Linked DNA regions of Drosophila melanogaster: region 1 is linked to region 2. The links are chromatin contacts, called in public Hi-C maps. All regions are on one chromosome and are shown on one strand. Each heading gives the region's core, a stretch centred on a gene start, on an enhancer-like site or on the middle of the called end of the contact. The rest is flanking DNA. Distances are from core to core; before and after follow the strand shown. Region 1 holds the start of CG3842. Region 2 holds the start of CG5937.

Evidence for each region. Hi-C and Micro-C count contacts between places; a contact is called where the count stands out from the background.
Region 1: a contact with region 2 is called in a Hi-C map of the Kc167 cell line, with 2.6 times the contacts expected there. The contact joins the promoter of CG3842 here to the promoter of CG5937 in region 2. A contact is called at or near these places in 5 of 107 Hi-C or Micro-C datasets (the Kc167 cell line, the S2 cell line, cellular blastoderm embryo and 1 more).

The regions. Positions count from the first base shown.
Region 1 is chrX:6,335,725-6,339,755 of dm6, forward strand. It overlaps CG3842, which reads left to right and starts at 2,038. Exons shown (of 3, transcript NM_001272342.2): 1 at 2,038-2,739.
Region 2 is chrX:6,038,602-6,042,436 of dm6, forward strand. It overlaps CG5937, which reads left to right and starts at 1,404. Exons shown (of 9, transcript NM_132061.3): 1 at 1,404-1,497; 2 at 1,924-2,185; 3 at 2,985-3,118; 4 at 3,653-3,835. The coding sequence starts at 2,101. MCTS1 (Malignant T cell amplified sequence 1) reads left to right here. Exons shown (of 4, transcript NM_132060.4): 4 at 275-975. The coding sequence ends at 356.

The DNA.
Region 1 (4,031 bases), core at 788-3,287, 300 kb after region 2:
CTGTTCACCCTTGTGCCAACTCAGGCTATCCATGTCCATTATTTAAATGATAACGCCCCTATAGCCAAGATAGAACTAGGGAAAGCCTTACTAATTGAGAGGTACAAAATAATTAGTCATGTAATCAACCTACAAGACTACAGCAGATGTATGGAACAATTCCATCTGACCATTAATAAATTTAACCCCGATTCCACGTTGACGGACTCCGTCACAATTTTAAAAACCAAATTAACCCAAGCCCAAGTAAAGCTCAAAGCCCTTACACCTTCATATAGAAACAAACGGGGTTTGATTAACGGATTGGGGAGTCTAGTAAAGGTGGTTACCGGCAACATGGATGCCAACGACAATAAAGAAATACATGAAGAACTTGACAATATAAAGAAAAATTCCGAAGTCAGTAACGACAATCTCCAAAAACAAGTAATGTTTAACAACGAAATACTTATCCGGTTCGAAAATATCACGGACCATATAAATAATGAACAAATTTTGATAAGTAAATTCTTTGATACCTCACAAAACAAAATATACAAACACTTAAACTTACAAGATACCCTTCTGGAAGAAATACAATATTTAAATAGGATTAATTATAACATAGAATTATTCATTAACCACCTAAACGACATAACAGAAAGTATGCTATTGGCGAAAATAAATATAATTCCCAAGTTCATCCTAAATGAACAAGAAATGGATAAAATAAAAACAATACTGGAAAAACAAAATATCACAGTCAAAAATGAACAAAGTATATACAATTTCCTACAAATGAATACACTAAATTACGAACAAAAGATTATTTTTAATATCAAAGTCCCAATTTTTAAACAACCTTTTCATACCCTCGCCAGACTAGTTCCATTACCAATAAATAACACATATTTTGTAATAACCCCAAATTACCTAGCTTATAATATTAATAATAAGAAATTTCATATGACCCGTAAATGCCCCAAACTGGATAATACATTCTTGTGCGACGAGAACTTCTACGTTGATACACCACAGAACAACACATGCCTGGAACACCTTTTGAACGGAGAAAACAGTTCCTGCGATGTACGGGAAACCGGCCCCATCACCGACGTGTTCGAGGCAGAGAGAGGTTACATCTTCGCATTCAACGTGAACAAACTGAAGGTATCCCTAACAAACGGCTCCGAGCTCTCAATAATGGGGTCAGCCATCATCAGATACATTAACGAAACAATACAGATTAACGGTATCGATTACGACGGCACGGTTGACACGTTCCCTGAACAGACGGATTTTGATCTTCCCCCCATGCGAAAAGTAACTAGGAATACCACTATTACGGTACTAAGCCTAGAAAAACTGCACCTCGAAGCCACCCAAACAATGGATAAAATCCTGGCCGTCCATCACAATACTATACAGCACACCTGGACACTCTACACTCTGCTCGGATTGGTAACGTTCCTAGCAGTCATCTTATGGCTGCACCGACGAACGAAACACATCGTCCACATCCACGAGGATCATCACGTACCAATCTACGCGTCATCCATACCTTCGCTATGGCCGTCACTTCGAACTGGGGGGGGAGGAGTTACCACCCCACCCCCTAAACCCCCACGCCTCTAAACAAATCATCGGACACTCAACCGGGAAGACGGCAACTGGAACACCGCATCCGGCCGAATGCTGACATTCCGGCCGAATGCTGACATTACACAAAAGTCGCACTGCAACATTGTCCCCAGCTAGCCAGCCACATGCCGAGTCGGCATGTTCATTATGCTTACAATTAAGAACCTATGTACTTATGTATAAGACGAAAACGGAGGACTCGAGTAGCCACTCTCTGACAATAAACTTCATACTGATTTTGAACTTCAAGAAAGTCAGTCGTATTCTTTATTGGAAATCTTCACACTACAACTATCTGCTGAAACTTAAAAACCTTCATACATTTACACATCATATCTTCACAAAAGGCTCCACCCTCGATCACGGACTTAACTCGCGTGCCGCATTCAACGTGATGCTGAATTGAACATTTATTGAACAATTTCCAGTTCGTTCCTCTTATAAGCGCGATACAATGACGCCAGCAATGTGTGTGTTGTGCTGATTAACCCCTGGTTACCCCGTTCCCGCCACCAAGCACAGAGTAATTTGATTACGTGGTTTCAGTTTTTGCGGTTGGTCAGTTCAGTGATTATCTAATTGAAGAGTGTAACAGTGAGAATTTTTCTATTATGAATTTGCATTACTCAATGCTTTGATTACCCTTTGACCGATAACAATTTGTTTCAGTTTTTTGTATAGCATAATGAAAAATATGAATGGAAAAGTTGAAGGATCAAGGAGTTCTCATGAAAATGTTCCAACAACAAGTACAGTTGCCCCCTGCGTTGATAGTCGTTGTTTACGTTTCGCGTGTTTTAATCTTTTGGCAGCCCCCATTGTTTACCCCGATCTGTTGTTTAGCCCAAGATCAAGGTGATGTTGCCTAACCCGAATTCCATTGACGTCACCGCATCTGGCCCAGAGGACCAACTAGCGGGGCTTATCCTGATGCCAGGGGTCAGGGGTGAGTTGACATTCGTTTTTATTTATTCACTGTTTTTTTTTGTTTGTTAGCGTGGCCGACAACTGTCAACGGGAATTAGCGACAAACTGACGACAGCAAAACGGACGCAAAGTGGAAAACGAGATAAGCGCACTTAAGTGTAACCAACGAGGATAATACATAACGTACGAGTCGTGAGTAAAGAATCCTTTAAGCTGTACCGTGCAATAACTAGTCAATTAAATACGATTTACATAGAATATGCATTCTATGAGCATATTTATAAAAAAAAAGTATTTTATATTAATATAAAATACATAAATATGTGCACATTTGCTCAAATGTTATGTTTCTTGTGTTTCTTGAGCTCGCTTCTCTGCTTAATCTTTTCCAGACTAAGATTAATCATTTCAATAAGAAAAGCCACAGTCACGCGCCTCTTTTCTTTTCTTGTTCCCTCCATCGAAATTAATGTGACTCAATCAGGAATCGAATTAATGTTCTCAATTGAACAAACCGGCCAAGAACGAACAAAATAAAAACGCCCATCTGCATTGTCAGTGGAAAATTCCCAAAATCTCGCTAGAAAGGGACGGCGAAAGAGAGCAAGGATTACGGGGGGCGTTGCAGGGGGTGTGGCCGGTGGCAAAGGGCACAGCTTTCGCTCTGCTCATCGATTAAACAACGCGAATGAGCAGGGCGAGGAGAAGGACGCGAAAAGGACCCGTTATCCTGACCTAGTCAAAGTTCGCCTCTCTCGCGCTCTCTCGAGCGCAGTGACATTTACTCTACGCCCTGCTCTCGCTCTCTCTCTCCCTCTCTCTCGCCATATGCGTAGAGTGGGTGGCCAGGAAGGGGGCTTCCCTACCCAGCCCTTTTGCAAAGTTCAAGCCCATCACAGTTATTTAATTATTGCATGTCAAAAGTGCATGTTTTAGTATGAGCTTCATTTACCTGTGCATTCATTTGATTATCCACTATAAATTGACAAAAAGTTGTGTAACTAAATGAATTTAGCAAGCTTTTTGGTTTTACAGTGTAAAATCGACCAGTGCATTAGTTTAAAAAGGTCAAAACACCACTGATTGCCGATCGTGTGGGACGGGCCGTCTTGTGTGGAACATAAATTTTGTATGACTATATTGCAGCTTTTGCAGCCGATAAGAACTGTAGATAAGCCGCTGAATGGGATCCTCTATAAAAAGTAGAGATGCCTAAGCATACGCTCACTCACTGTGCTATTTAAAGGCAGACGAGCACGTCTTTAAAAACGTCTTTTTAAAAAAAAATAATAAATACTTATACCACATCATCGCTTGAAAGTGAGTAAATAAGTTCTGAAGTTCCGCATGTATGGATACAATACACCCCATAAGAAACTGTTTCAACCACTCCCATGCCAATCCTGTTATCCGGTTTCCTCTCTCTTCTAAATTCTTACCCCATCATCCCCACCACTTTTCCACTCTCCTTCTCGCGTTTTTTT
Region 2 (3,835 bases), core at 154-2,653:
TCTAAGAATATTAATTTATATGCTTGCATTTAGTTTACTTAAATGTGTTTAAATGTTCGTCTTTGACATTGTTTTATAATACAAACGTAGTAGTTTGTTGCTAGGTTAAATATGGTAAAGCTTTGTAACTTTGAAATATTCTTGAGCTTGGAAAAATCAAATTGTGAAAGAATAATCATAAATGGACAATGTTACCAATTTGCTGAGCCGTGTGCATATTTTTTAAATTTGAATAAACCATGAACATCTTTCTTTTCTCTTGACTTTTCCACAGTCTGGCGAAGAACAAAGGCATCGGTATCGAGACGTACCACTTCCTCAACGACGGCCTGTGGAAGTCGAAGCCCGTGAAGTAGGCGAAATAGGAATCTGCACTTGCACTTTTTAGTCTTCTATGTCATGAGAGCAAAGAATGGTTTTTGATATACGCAACTGAGTCCTGATTATTATTTTTTTCTACTAATTTTACTCTGTCAGTTAAACTATTTAAAACATTGCGAAATATAATTAATGGCATTTCAAGCGAGCAGAGAGGGATTGAAAGAGAGAGTACTGAAAAAGAAAACCAACCACCTGTGGAGACCAGTGGTCCAGGTGAAAGGTGTCCAGTGGATCTAAATTTGAGCATTTTAATCGGATTCGGCAGGTATGACTGAACATTGAGTCTTCTGTTTGGCGGTCTTCATTCTGTTAGCTCTTATTTTAAGAGTGACTGAATAACTGTGACTCCTTTTGTTTATTGATTAGTCTAAAGAGCAACGAAACAAGGCCTGTAGCTTAAAGTTTGCCAGGGCTGCGAACAACTCATACAAACATTTCAAGGTTATAGTTGATATCCGGGCACTTGTGAATACACGAAAAGATTGTATACAAAAAAGAGCTTATAACTAAATGTACACAATTTATTATTTGTAATATTATAATTTTTAGTAGTTTTACTTCAAAATTATTGAAATAAAGCTTCGCAATACGTGGAACTAAGTAATTTTTGTATGGGTATCTATTGTAAAACCATAGCAAACTCTTGAATAACATAGCATACTTTGTGGCGTCTTTTACTGCCGCACGTAAAATAGGAGTGTGAAGTTTTCCCATTCTATATGCAATTGGGTATGCGGCTTGAGGTATAGAAACTACATAGGTTTTTCATGGGGCGTAATGCTCTTCTTTCAAACTGTGCCCGCCGCCCTGGTTTTTCCAAACTTTCAGCTGACCGATAAACGGTACAATCGAACAGCTGACTGGCAGGCATGCGCAATGATAACGGTACGGCGCACTCCGCCGTAAATGGAGAAAGTGCTTTCCTTTCGCGTCACACAGCATTTGACGCATCCAACGGCAAGTGCAGTGCATATTTCCCCGGAAAGGCAAGAAGAAAAACGAAAAAAAAAACAGAAAGTAAAGTTCGGAATAACGGTGGAAAACATAGGGAAAAACCACAAGTGGTGGCTGGATACCGTTACCAAGGACTATGGACCTTTTCCATTGCAAGAAATGGTAATTTCAGATGAGTAATCGCTGTGGAAAGTGCTTGTGGGGCAGTGGATATCGCCTGACATATGGATTTAATTTATAAAAGAAGTACCGTTGCAATTGCCTGGTGCATTGTTCGCCTGTACATGTGTTCGTGTGTGTGTATGTGTGAAAGTAGGAAAAGTTTTTCAAGGAAAACGGATACACACTGTTTGAACTTTTCGAAGGTGCACAATTGCAATGAGTGTGCACAAGTTTTTGAGAAGTGCAAAAGTGACGTGACGCGAAAACGCCACATTGAAACTTTCCGTTATGTGTGTAAGTGCCAGTGCGTATGTGTATGTGTGTGCATACATATGGCGGCAACATAACATATGTATACAATCATTCTTCACCGTTGCTCTATTGTTATTATCTTCGTTTGTATTGATTTTACTACCAATTTTTTAGGCGCTAATTGAGTTGTTGTTGTTGTTACTACCAATGATGGCGTGCAAGGGCGAAGCAACAACCACAGCAAGCGGAATCGCCTGAAGCAGCGACATAAACGCACGCACACCACCAGAGCGACATTTGGCCCACACAAACGCACACAACTACAGAGAGGCTTAGAAAGAGACGGGCAATATGGAGGACCTCTTTTTGCTCATTATCAAGGAGTCAACGGGCACTAAACACAATGCGCTGCGGCAAACGGCGCAAATCGCTTACGGTGAGTTTTCTTGCTCTTTTCCTTTTTGCAATATGTGTGAACTCCGTTTGCAGTTAGCACGGTGAAAGTGGGAAAGAAAGAGAGAGGCAGAGAGCGAGAGAACGAACGAGATTATTGCCATTTTCTAACTTCCTTTCTCGCTTTCCCTTGCCCGCCAATGTTTGTTGTTTACCGTTAGTTGCCACTTCCTTTGTGCAATGCCCTTCACCTCTTCAGCACGGCACTTAAGTTTCGGCAAAGATTTGGATTTTCATTACATTACATCTATAAGTTGTTATATTAATAATAAGTGCATTATAAATTGAAAATCGTAAATTTATTATGGTGATAAAATTATTGTATATATTTTCACATAAAGGGGATAACAGAATATTATTTAGATTTCTTCGAAAGCTCGGTTTTGTAGCCTCTTATTGTGTTTTCCTGCGTGGTGTTGCAGGAAAGTAGGTAACGATGTGTGGGAGATTTCGCGGTCAGCGATGCAGGAAAGTAGGCAACGATTTGCGGATGGTGGAGCGTGGAACTCCCCGCACCGTTTCCGTTCGCTTATCGGGACAGATTTTACTGCATGCAGTAGCTACATACACATACTTGTGTGCCCAAGGCGATAAACGTTAATCGCGCCGATTTGCCACCGAATAGGAATGTAACTTTTTGCTCGCGCTATTAAGAGCAGAAGATATTACAATTTACGATTTGCAGTTGATAAAGACATTATTTTTTCATATACATATGTACATACATACATACTTGTCACTAATACCGCCTAAATAATGACCCAATTTTGTTAACCCTGCAGATAAGCTGTACCGCCAGCATGGAATCCACCGAGATCCGTCGCACGAGCTGCGCTCCGTTTGCTTTACCGCTCTGCAGATGGCGCTGGACACAAAGCGACCCAAGTTCATCACGATGGGACTCAACGGCCTCCATGTAAGTGCACCGTCCGGAAACGGCGATTATCGGAAGGGGCAGTAAACTGGGAAAATGGTAATGGGACTGTGGGCTAACAATGGCCATAACAACCACTGACACACATTTTCCGGCCGGAACTTCCGGCGAACAAAACGGATTTATCATTCCATATGCACACACTGCTCACCGAACAAAAGACACGGGCAATGGGATTTGGGACATGGGAGATGGCATGTGGCATGTGGCATATGGGCGTATAGCATTTGGCATATGTGCGCCATTGGGGCATTGGTGGGCAACGGGCGGAATCGACTAATTGCTGAGTGTCCTCCGGGGTCGGATGTGACTTTTGTTTATGACTGGTTAACAACATGGTAATCAATAATTCCGGATTTGCTTGCCCATTTGCTCTGGTTATTTAATTTCCATTGCCATTCACTTGTTCTAGATTCCTGCGATTTATCCTTGGTTTTCCAGTTCTCCTTTTATACTATCTATATTTACTACTGCCCCTTGCTAATCCTGTTTTTCCGTTCTTTATCATCCCAATAGCGCGTCATCAAGGACGAACGATTCTACATCGGCCTCGAGCCGGAGGACGACTCTGTGTGGCTGCCATCACAGCTCCTGAGAGCCACCAACGGCATCCTGCCTACGACAAGCAGCGAGGACACGGTGGTCAACGTGCTCCGACTCTTCTTGGCGATGGCCTGCTCGCCCGCATGCACCCTGAAC